Linked DNA regions of Bicyclus anynana: region 2 is linked to region 1. Evidence: chromatin contacts called from public Hi-C data. All regions are on one chromosome and are shown on one strand. Each heading gives the region's core, a stretch centred on a gene start, on an enhancer-like site or on the middle of the called end of the contact. The rest is flanking DNA. Distances are from core to core; before and after follow the strand shown. Region 1 overlaps LOC112048597 (steroid receptor seven-up, isoforms B/C). Region 2 holds the start of LOC112048597 (steroid receptor seven-up, isoforms B/C).

Region 1 (4,875 bases), core at 79-2,578:
TGAAGTGCAAGCTACTGTTCATAGTGCAGCTGGACATTATTTATTCCCGAAGCGCACAGTTGCCGGTAGGTGTATGTATACTACGTATAGTTTTGGGTGAATGCGACAGTACATGGAACGGGAGGACGCCAGTTCGAGTTTGAAACTAATACTTTCTCTAGGGCTGACAAAAAGGGAAATTAAATTTAATGTCATTAAATTTCATAGTCAGTATTGTCATAATAACTACCTCTTGGTTCAGTGGTAGCCTATGTGGTTTTGGATTTGAGTCCTGGATCGAGCTAGGTAACTAGTTTTTCTTTTTTCTAAAAATTTTTCAGTAATAATAGCCCGAAGTTGAAACCTCGCCACAGGGAGCATATTAAATCGGTCAGTTCCGGTTAGCTATTATTATCTAACATTAGATAGTGGCCGTTAAAGAAATTAAAATTATCACCCTAAGTACGAATCGCCTGCAACCCTCAAAGGAATATGGTGGGTTGATTTGTTTAAATCCATCACAAACCTATTTGATGATCAAAATTAACAAATAAATTACAAAAAAGGTTCATACAATTTTTGACTAAATTAATAGTGTGAAAAACTTGATGATAAACTTAATTATTACTTTGCGAAAATTCATATAAATAAATGATGATGAACTAAATTATTGATAGTGTACAAAATCTATATAAAGAAAATGATAATGAACTAAATAATTAATTTGCAAAGAATCATACAAACACAAAAACGTCTCTGTCGTGAAGTGAACATAGAGGTTCCACATCGGGAGGCACTATTTGCCCAGGAGTGCAGTCGTGTTTTTTTAGTTATAATTATCTTAATTTTAAGTTAATTTAGTTTTAACTATTTCTGTCCAGTCTTAAGCTGAATAAATAAGTATTATTGATTAATCTCTCATTTATTTATTACTTCTTTTTTTTTAATTTTTAACTATATTAAGTATAAAATACAAAACATTATTAAAAATTTATAAAAAAAATTCACCCTCCCGCTGCGGGACATTTGAGTGTCCAAGCAACCGGTGGTCAGGGCTCCAGAGTGAGGAACCTCCTCACAATACGCGCCGTCTCAAGAATCACTGCCTTTTGTATCCGACTCTTGATCCAACAGTTAAGCGAAAGCTTCTTAAGGTGTTGGTCGAAGCTTTTCGCTATAAGACCATTGACTGAAACAACTATCGGAACAATAATAGTTTAATCTCGTGAGCAAGGTCCAAGTATTTTGATACTTTTTCCCAAAGTAGGTAGTGACAACCCTACCGCAGGGTGAACTACACGGGCGTACGGCGGACGAATGGAGTGAAAAAATTCCAGTTCAAAGAGCCACGGACACGATCGCCGGCAAAAAGCGGCATTGTCGGCCCGTGATATACTGCACTCTTTTATATCCATACTCGTATACTGCCTCGGTACAGTGGCTTTGTGGCTACGGTACATGATGTGTACTAGGTTCGACTTTGGGTTAAGTTATGAAATATTGATATTATTCAAAGAAATTCTCTGTTTTCCCAAGAATTTGGGAAGTAGGTCTATGGCCATGCCTCGAAGAACACGTTAGGCTTGGTCCTAAGGCCGGGTCTGACGATATAATTTATTTATACTAATACTAGCTGATGCCGCGCGGTTTCACTCGCGTGGGTTCCGTTCCCGTGGGAATACGGTGATATAATATAGCCTTCCTCGATAAATGGGCTATCTAACACTGAAAGAATTTTTCAAGTCGGACCAGTAGTTCCTGAGATTAGCGCGTTTAAACAAACAAACTCTTCAGCGTAATGATATTAGTATAGATTTAAAAGAGGAAAGATATGATTAATTGTTTGTTTGCTTTGAATAGGCTTTATACGCTAATACTTTTTTCTTTAATTAAAAAAATTAATTTAATATGGGATAGTTAAAGTTGTTGAGGCAGCATGGTGGGCTCAAGTTTTGTCTCTTAAAAACTACTTTTTAAATTCGATAGATCAATTTAATTAGTTAAAAATATCATTTTTAAGAGACAAAATTGGAACTTAGACCCACCACGCTGCCTCAACACGAGTTAGTCTGCTTAGTGACGGCCGCGTGGCGCAGTGGGTAGTGCTTTCTGCATCCACGGCCGTGGGTTCGATTCCCACAACTGGAAAATATTTGTGTGATGAGCATGAGTGTTTTCCAGTGTCTGTGTGTATTTATACATTATATAAGTATTTATATTTAGTATATAATTGTATATTAATATTATAATATTAACTATCTTAGCACCCATAACACAAGCTACTCTGTATGCTTACTTTGGGGCTAGATAGTGATGTGTATTGTTTAAGTATATTTATTTATTTATTTTAATTTATTGTGACAATCAATTTTAGAATGTTAATAACCGGGATCGACGGCTTAACATGTTCTACGAAGACATAAATATATCACTAATTTCGCTACTTTAGATTTCTATTGAGATTTTCGTGGTAGAAAGAAAAACTCAAAAACACGATTCAAGTCTCGAACCCAGTATCCGTTAAACCCGCATATAACTACTAAACCAAAGAGGCAGTTTATCATATTTCAAATGTAATCCCTCTTTAAAACCATGAAAAAACCATGTAGCGATTGATAAAAATCGATTGATTGTTTAACTCAGGCCAACACAATGGTGTCTGTATGGGGGTCGCTAAAAAGCCACCCCTTGTCGACGCGTGGCGTAACATGACACTTTTCTAATTATGGTTAAAGCCCTCATTTTGGTCACCGCTGCATCCATTGATGGACGTAAATGTATAATTATGTATGTACTATTTTGGATTTTTTAAATACATGAATCCATATTTTTTATGACTTGCTTTTGACTACAATCATTCTTGATGGTAAGATATGAGGTCTAAGATAGGACTCCTTTACCTAGAAATTAGACTAGACCCATTTTTGCATTGAAGGTGTTAAGATTGCAAGAGGCATAGGTTGAATCATTAATGCTCTTTTATAAAAAGCTACATTACCAGCGAGTAGCATAGGCTATATTTTATCCAGGAAGGTCTAACACCAATTCCCATTTCCATGCTGCTACTGAGAATTTTTGTTTTTAAAAGAGAAAAGCACAGATGTAATAAAAAGTCCAGACACCATCTTCTGAACTAAAGTGTGACGCACTCCAATGTTGCCAGTACGCTTAAACGAGTATACGTAAACGCCGTTACGCACACAGAAGCACATATGAAGACAAACCGCCACTATTTTCCTATATCAGGCAATCAGCGGGTTGCACTTCATAGATGCCCTGCCTAGCCTGACGATTCACTACGTATTTTTATTGAGGAAGAAATTTTCCATTTTGTACAATTTGTATGTATAGCAACCCTAGTTAAAAGCCGTGGGCACGCTATTGCTGCCAATACTTTTCACACTCACTCGGTGCCATTATGGCTCACAGCGAGACACGGTCTGCCTATTTTATAAGTCAATGGAGAAAAGCTTAATATTTCCTAACCAAAGAGCCAGTGTTAAAGCGCTTAACTCTAGTGTTTTATCTGTTCTGTGTTAAAAAACGTAGAAAGCTAAAAATCAATCGTCGTGTTAATCGGCCCGTTAAATTAGGTTTCAGCGGTTAAGCGCGTCGCGAAACTGCTGATGTGTCAACGAGGGGCGACGCCATTTTCTTTTCTTTCTTTTTTTTCAATTTTCACGCCACCGCGGCTCTATTGGCGCGCTTTGCGAGGTAAGTTAGTTACGGGTGGCATTTTATTAATTTTATTTAGATTTCGGTTCTTTTAGGGTGGCTATGATCTTATATTTTTGCATAAATTGAGTTAGTTAGTTAATATTACGTGAGGAAACCGGCATACCAGAAAATTTTCCGCCTTGGGACTCTCATATTTGAGAGGAGACTCATGCTCAACAGTGAGCCGAAAATGGGTTGCTAATGATGAATATTGACTATGACTTGTTAATGTTTTAATATTATAGTATTTTTTTGTTTACTTATATTTTTTTTATTTGTAACAAAAACAAAAAAAACTGTAAATATAAAGAAGAATGTATTTATAGTAAACATATAAAACTATTTATATTTAATGCAGAGCTTGATAGTACTAGTTAGAACTTATAAATATGAACAATTAAAAGATCAAAGCATAATTTACGTCAAATGATAAAGACCTGTGAACAAGCTATGTAGAACCTTTCAGAACAGCCCTTAATACTCTATCAGAATATGAAAACATGAATAGTGCATTGTAAAATACCTTATGAAGGCATCTTAATGGGAGGTTCACCGCAATATAATGTATAAAACGTTATTTAACATAGTTTAGTGTTGTTTCATACTATCCTGCCTAATGCAACTAAACAGTAAAGAACTGTAAGCATACAGTCGCGCACAAAAGTGCAAACGACGCAACTCACGCTCTTGTCCCGCCGCGCGAGCATTGTGCTCAATTCGGGCCCTGAGTTAATTGTTTTTAATTCGCCAGTACTGTATTGTAGCTCTTTAATTACGCCCACGGCGCCCGCTAATGGCATCGTGAGCGTACGCGCAGATCACGAATGTCCTTTTGTTTAGTACAGTCGCGCACGTTTCCCTTGCGCTCCTTAGTGGCCATGTATTGAAAGATTCGATGCTATAAAGTCGCCGATGTACGCGTACAGTCGCGCTATATATTTGAAATGCAAGGCATTAGATTGTCATGGTCCGTATCAATTTGTTTTAAAGTAATTGACGAATAAACCAGATGAACCACCTGATAGTAAGTAGATAACCATTAGCAACTGTCCTAACTCAACTACATTTAGTGTAAGATCCTTTTCAAAAACCTTGAAAATCGTTTTAAAATTGCTTCATACGTTTCAGAAGAAAACTGTTACGATTAATAAGTTTGGAAGTTACTACTACTAGTAAGTA
Region 2 (4,758 bases), core at 340-2,839, 110 kb after region 1:
ATTAATTTTCAATTGAAAATAGTAGAGTTAACATCTAAAGTTCATGTAACTTTGGGTCGCAGAGTAGTTAGGTATTGCAAACTAAATCAATTATTGTAATTGTTCCTAATGAACTAATTAAAAATCTTAAAAATGAAATAAAATGGTATTGTACCAAAACCTAATTATTGGTACAAGCTAAGTATTTATGTAAAAACATTATAACAGTTAAATATATATTTAAAATACAAAGGAATGAAACCACCTAATTAAAAAACCAAAATTCACTATTTAAAACTGTTGGATATCACAAAATGGAATAAAACTGCAGTAAAAATTAAAACGCGCTGAAAATTAACTTTCACTTTCTATTTTAATAATAACACCCACCGAATACCAAATATCAGAGAGGGAAGAATCACTAGGTACCTACTTATTTAAGTTTATAAAACTACTTGTAAGTTGTAAGAAGAACAATTACTCATTTAAGACATATAAAATGTATAACGTATGTAGGTACGGACCTATCATATTATTTTTAACAATATAAAAAAACAGAGTTACCTTCCTAACTGCCTAGTTCAATTTGTGAATTACAAAAAAGTAGAGTCCAAAACATTTATTATGCTCATTTCGTGCATTTAAAGTTCATTTAAAAAAATATAATTAGGGATTATTTTTTTTAAATTTCCCTCTTCAAACCTGCGAACCGTGAACCGTCGCATTAAACATAAAAAAAATATTTTTATGTGGCAATAACATAAAAGAAAAAAAATATCTCTAGATAGACAAGACTCTTTGGAAGAGATTTAAACTAATTTTTATTTATTTACCTACATACATACCTACCTAATATCAGGTAATTTATTTGTAAAATTATAAAATCTATTTGTAAAATTATAAAATTATAAAAAAATTAAGTTTAACCTAAAATTACAACTATATTTTCAATCCGTCGCGCAAAATAATTTATTTCGTGGTTTGATATTTTTAGATTATTTTGATTAATCATGTTTATGAGTTAGAACATTTTACGGTAGGTGCTTATCCATTTATTTCTATGTATTTAAAAGAAAGAAAAACTAAAATCGCCCTTTAGCCAAGTTTTTCCTAGATACAAATAAAGCAACGATATCGAAAGCACGTCAATAAACGATCCTAGTGACATTTTGACCTATATTTGTAAACCAAAGTGCAATAAACTTTGAATGAAAAAAAAAAAACGGAAAATGTACAATCACCGTGAGTCGCTCCCGGCCGTCGCACAACACTAGAACATTCTAGAAACACTTTCACTGCCTACGTACCCTCACACGTGAACTGGCCATAGTGCTTCCCTGAAGACTTATCGCCACAGACAACACACTCCACATTCTGGCCCTTGTCGGTAGCGGACGAGCCGCTTTGCGTCGACGCGGCCTGGCTGGCTGGTGTGGAGGGTAAAAGGTCGTCTTCTCTCCAGGCGCCTCGGAAGCCCAGCTCCAGTGGGGGCAGGTCGGGGGCTCTCGGGGGACACAGCCCCGGGCCGCCGACCCCGCCGTACACTAGCGCTCCGTGCGTGATGATGCCGGTCGCGAGCACGGGGGTATAACTGCGCGGTACGCGCGTGTGTCAAGGGTCGCGGTTCGGTCGCGACTGAGCTTAGGTCGAAGTTAGGTCGGGCCAGGCCCGCGCCGCCATTGGCCCGGTGGCCTGGGGGCAGGGAGCGAGGCCCCGCCACCTCGACCGAGTCCCCCGAGCGGAGGGGGGAAAATCTTTCAGCCGTACCGTCGGTAAGAAAACGCGTTTGGTTTTTTCTCGTACTGTTTTTTTGCGTACGTTTAACTTACTACGTTAGAGGTAATGTGTGTATGTAAGCGGTTACGCTATATTGTGAAATACGTATTTATTAATCAAACAAAATTGCCATAAAAGTGTTTCGATTTACCTATTCAGATACATTTTTGTACTTGTAAGAGTTACTTTACTTTAAATTATCTTGTTTAAAGTAATTTTATTTTAGGTTTTGCGTTACAAATTGAATATGACTCTTAATTAAGGTAACTCTATCTAAGTTTTAAAAATATCTAATTAAATACAAGTAGGTAGTAGGTATTAAATACTTACTTACTAATTAGGAACACGTAGGTGGTAATTAATGCTTTATTTTTTTAATTGTAGTTACCTACCTACATGAACAACTACCTACTAGTAAACTTCAGAAATAATATCTACTACGTAGTTCAATATTTCATTTAATTATGATGACTAAAAATATAGGTAGACACTTAGTTACCTCGACTACTATGGACCTAACACAAATTGCTAATTACAAGTATTTTTGTTAGAACCACAAGATATATGTAAGTATCTTATTTTTTAATCAATGTTTATAATTGTACAGACGTACACAGAAGCATTTGACAGATAGTTGACAGGCATCAAGTTGGTGTCTAAAAAAATAAAAATAAAAGAACGTGAAGGACGAATAAAAACGAACCGTCCTTATCGCTTCTAAACACAAAAGCTTTTTGCCTGTCGTTTTTTGAGAATTTCCAAAGCGAACCGGACTTCTCAGAATAGATTGACTATTGCTACATCAATTCTACATCTACTTATACTACAGCCTTTCTTGATAAGAACTTATAATTACCTTTTTCTTAAATTAATGAATAAAAAAAATTAACAAGCTTAGAACAATTAGATATGGTTAATATATTTTATATAACATTTTATAAACAAACCATACATAATTTAAAATAAATAAGTTATGAAATGACATGCGTTTTCTACATTTATTTCTAATTTCTTTGTTGTTAAACAGTAGATACTCATCAAGAAAGGATGTAGTATAGATAGTTAGGTAAGTGTATATATGTTCACTGGATCAACCATGTACTATTAAAATAATAATAATAATAGTCAAAGCCGCTTTGGACGCGACGGTACCTGAAAATCCTACTTTGTATCAACTTTCCGTCGTCCATATTCTCGCTACCTACTCCAATATTAACATAGCCTTCCTTGAGACGAGTCCATTCCACTACGCGCCGAGAAGACTTGCGTCATTGCATCTTCTATTATCTATATCGACCTGTAATTAGGTATATCGTAAGCTCAGAATACGTCGTAAGCCAAAGTCAAAATTATTTTTATTTTGGAGTCAGTACCTATAGGTAATTTTGTTATTATATTTTTTTATTATTAATACAAAATACAAGCTGTTTGTTAGTGATAGTAAAATCGCAAACTTAATAAAACTATGAAAGCATATTTTTGTTAATGACAGGTAAAGTGATATGTGAATAAATTCATAACTGTAGTTTAAGTTGAGTTTATTTCATTAATTCAATTGCATATTTTTATTGATTGCTGACATTTCAAAGGCGCAATAAACTAAGCCCACTAGAAATAAATGAATTATGAATTTAAATTTAAATTGACTGAAACAATAAAACTACAACATTTACCTACACATTATTAAAAGGGGGTGTGGATTTTCATTCTCCTCCTAACAAGTTAGCCCGCTTCCATCTTAGACTGCACCATCACTTACCATCAGGTGAGATTGTAGTCAAGGGCTAACTTGTAAAGAATAAAAAAAAACACTTCTGTTTACCTAATTATAATATTAATTTACCTATTATTATTAATATTTATTAAGTTAAAAATTTGCCAAAAAATAACTAACTAGGTACCTACCTATCTACATACTTACTATCCTACCTATCTATATTACATACTTTCAATAAAAGTCCGCCTTGACTTTTTAATATTAGACTTATTTGTAACCTATTTACCTTTGTGCAAGTTTTCTCATGATGTTTTACTTTATTGTTACAGCACATGATATAAAATTGCCTACTTTATGAAGGTTTTTCGTGAATTACTTGAGGCTTTAATATACCTAATAGTACCTTTACCTTAGCTTATCTTACCTTTACCAGGAGAAGATGAGTAGGTACCTACTGGGAATCGATGGGAGTGTTTACCCACTAGGCTAATAGGTTCCTACCAGTTTCATTTTTGCTACCCACCTATTTAGCGTAATTTAATAACTTTGACAAAATAGCAGAAAACAAAATGATGGTGCAATGCCAAAAGTAGCCCACTACAGAGTTACTTTAGATATGGCAGGTAACAAACATACAAGTACCCAACTGTGGACTAAGAATTTCTTAGGAGGAATTAAAGCTCAATATTTCACACCCCAAGACTCGAACCTAGGACATCAAAACCCAAAGCCGCACAATCTAACCACTGGGCCATCGAGGCATGTAAAATGATAATGTAATTATGCAATGATCAATAAATATTGAAACCGCCTGTAGCTAAATATCCTAGATGTGTCCGGGGGCGTGACGGGGCGGGGCGGCGCGGGCGCCACTCCTGCGCAGTCGACGTACGTCGCTCGGTTTGACGTGACGTGTTGATTTTTGGCGATACGACGTTCCAAATTTGAATATTGATTATGAATTTACGATGTTTCTACTCAGTCGACGTGAACCGCTTAGTCTGTGGCGAGTCGATGTTTTGTTCCAAATTTGAATATTGCTCACGATGTCACGATTATTTTGCTTCTGCACTGTGGATGTAGAACGCGCATACTGATGTAATGTGTTGATATTTTCGCGATAAGACGTTCCAAATTTGAATATTGCTTACGATGTTCTTGTCTGTGCAAACGACGCACATAGTGGGAATTTTTAAATGACGTGGCGAATTTTGTTCCGAATTTGAATATTGCTCACGATCTTACGATTTTGCTTTTGTGCAGTTGACGCGTTTTGTTCCATTAAG

What was found. A called contact is a pair of places that touch in the nucleus more often than the background predicts.
Region 2: a contact with region 1 is called in a Hi-C map of whole larva, with 2.0 times the contacts expected there. The contact joins the promoter of LOC112048597 here to the enhancer-like site in region 1. A contact is called at or near these places in 2 of 2 Hi-C or Micro-C datasets (whole body and whole larva).

What each region holds. Positions count from the first base shown.
Region 1 is chr17:14,021,908-14,026,782 of ilBicAnyn1.1, forward strand. The region is part of intron 3 of LOC112048597 (steroid receptor seven-up, isoforms B/C); the gene reads right to left. Among protein-coding and RNA genes, the nearest start is that of Trnaa-cgc, 75 kb to the left of the region's middle. Within about 2 kb of position 1,329, at least 5 of the 8 cell types and tissues checked have open chromatin away from gene starts, as enhancers often do.
Region 2 is chr17:14,126,716-14,131,473 of ilBicAnyn1.1, forward strand. It overlaps LOC112048597 (steroid receptor seven-up, isoforms B/C), which reads right to left and starts at 1,590. Exons shown (of 4, transcript XM_024086204.2): 1 at 1,287-1,590. The coding sequence starts at 1,590.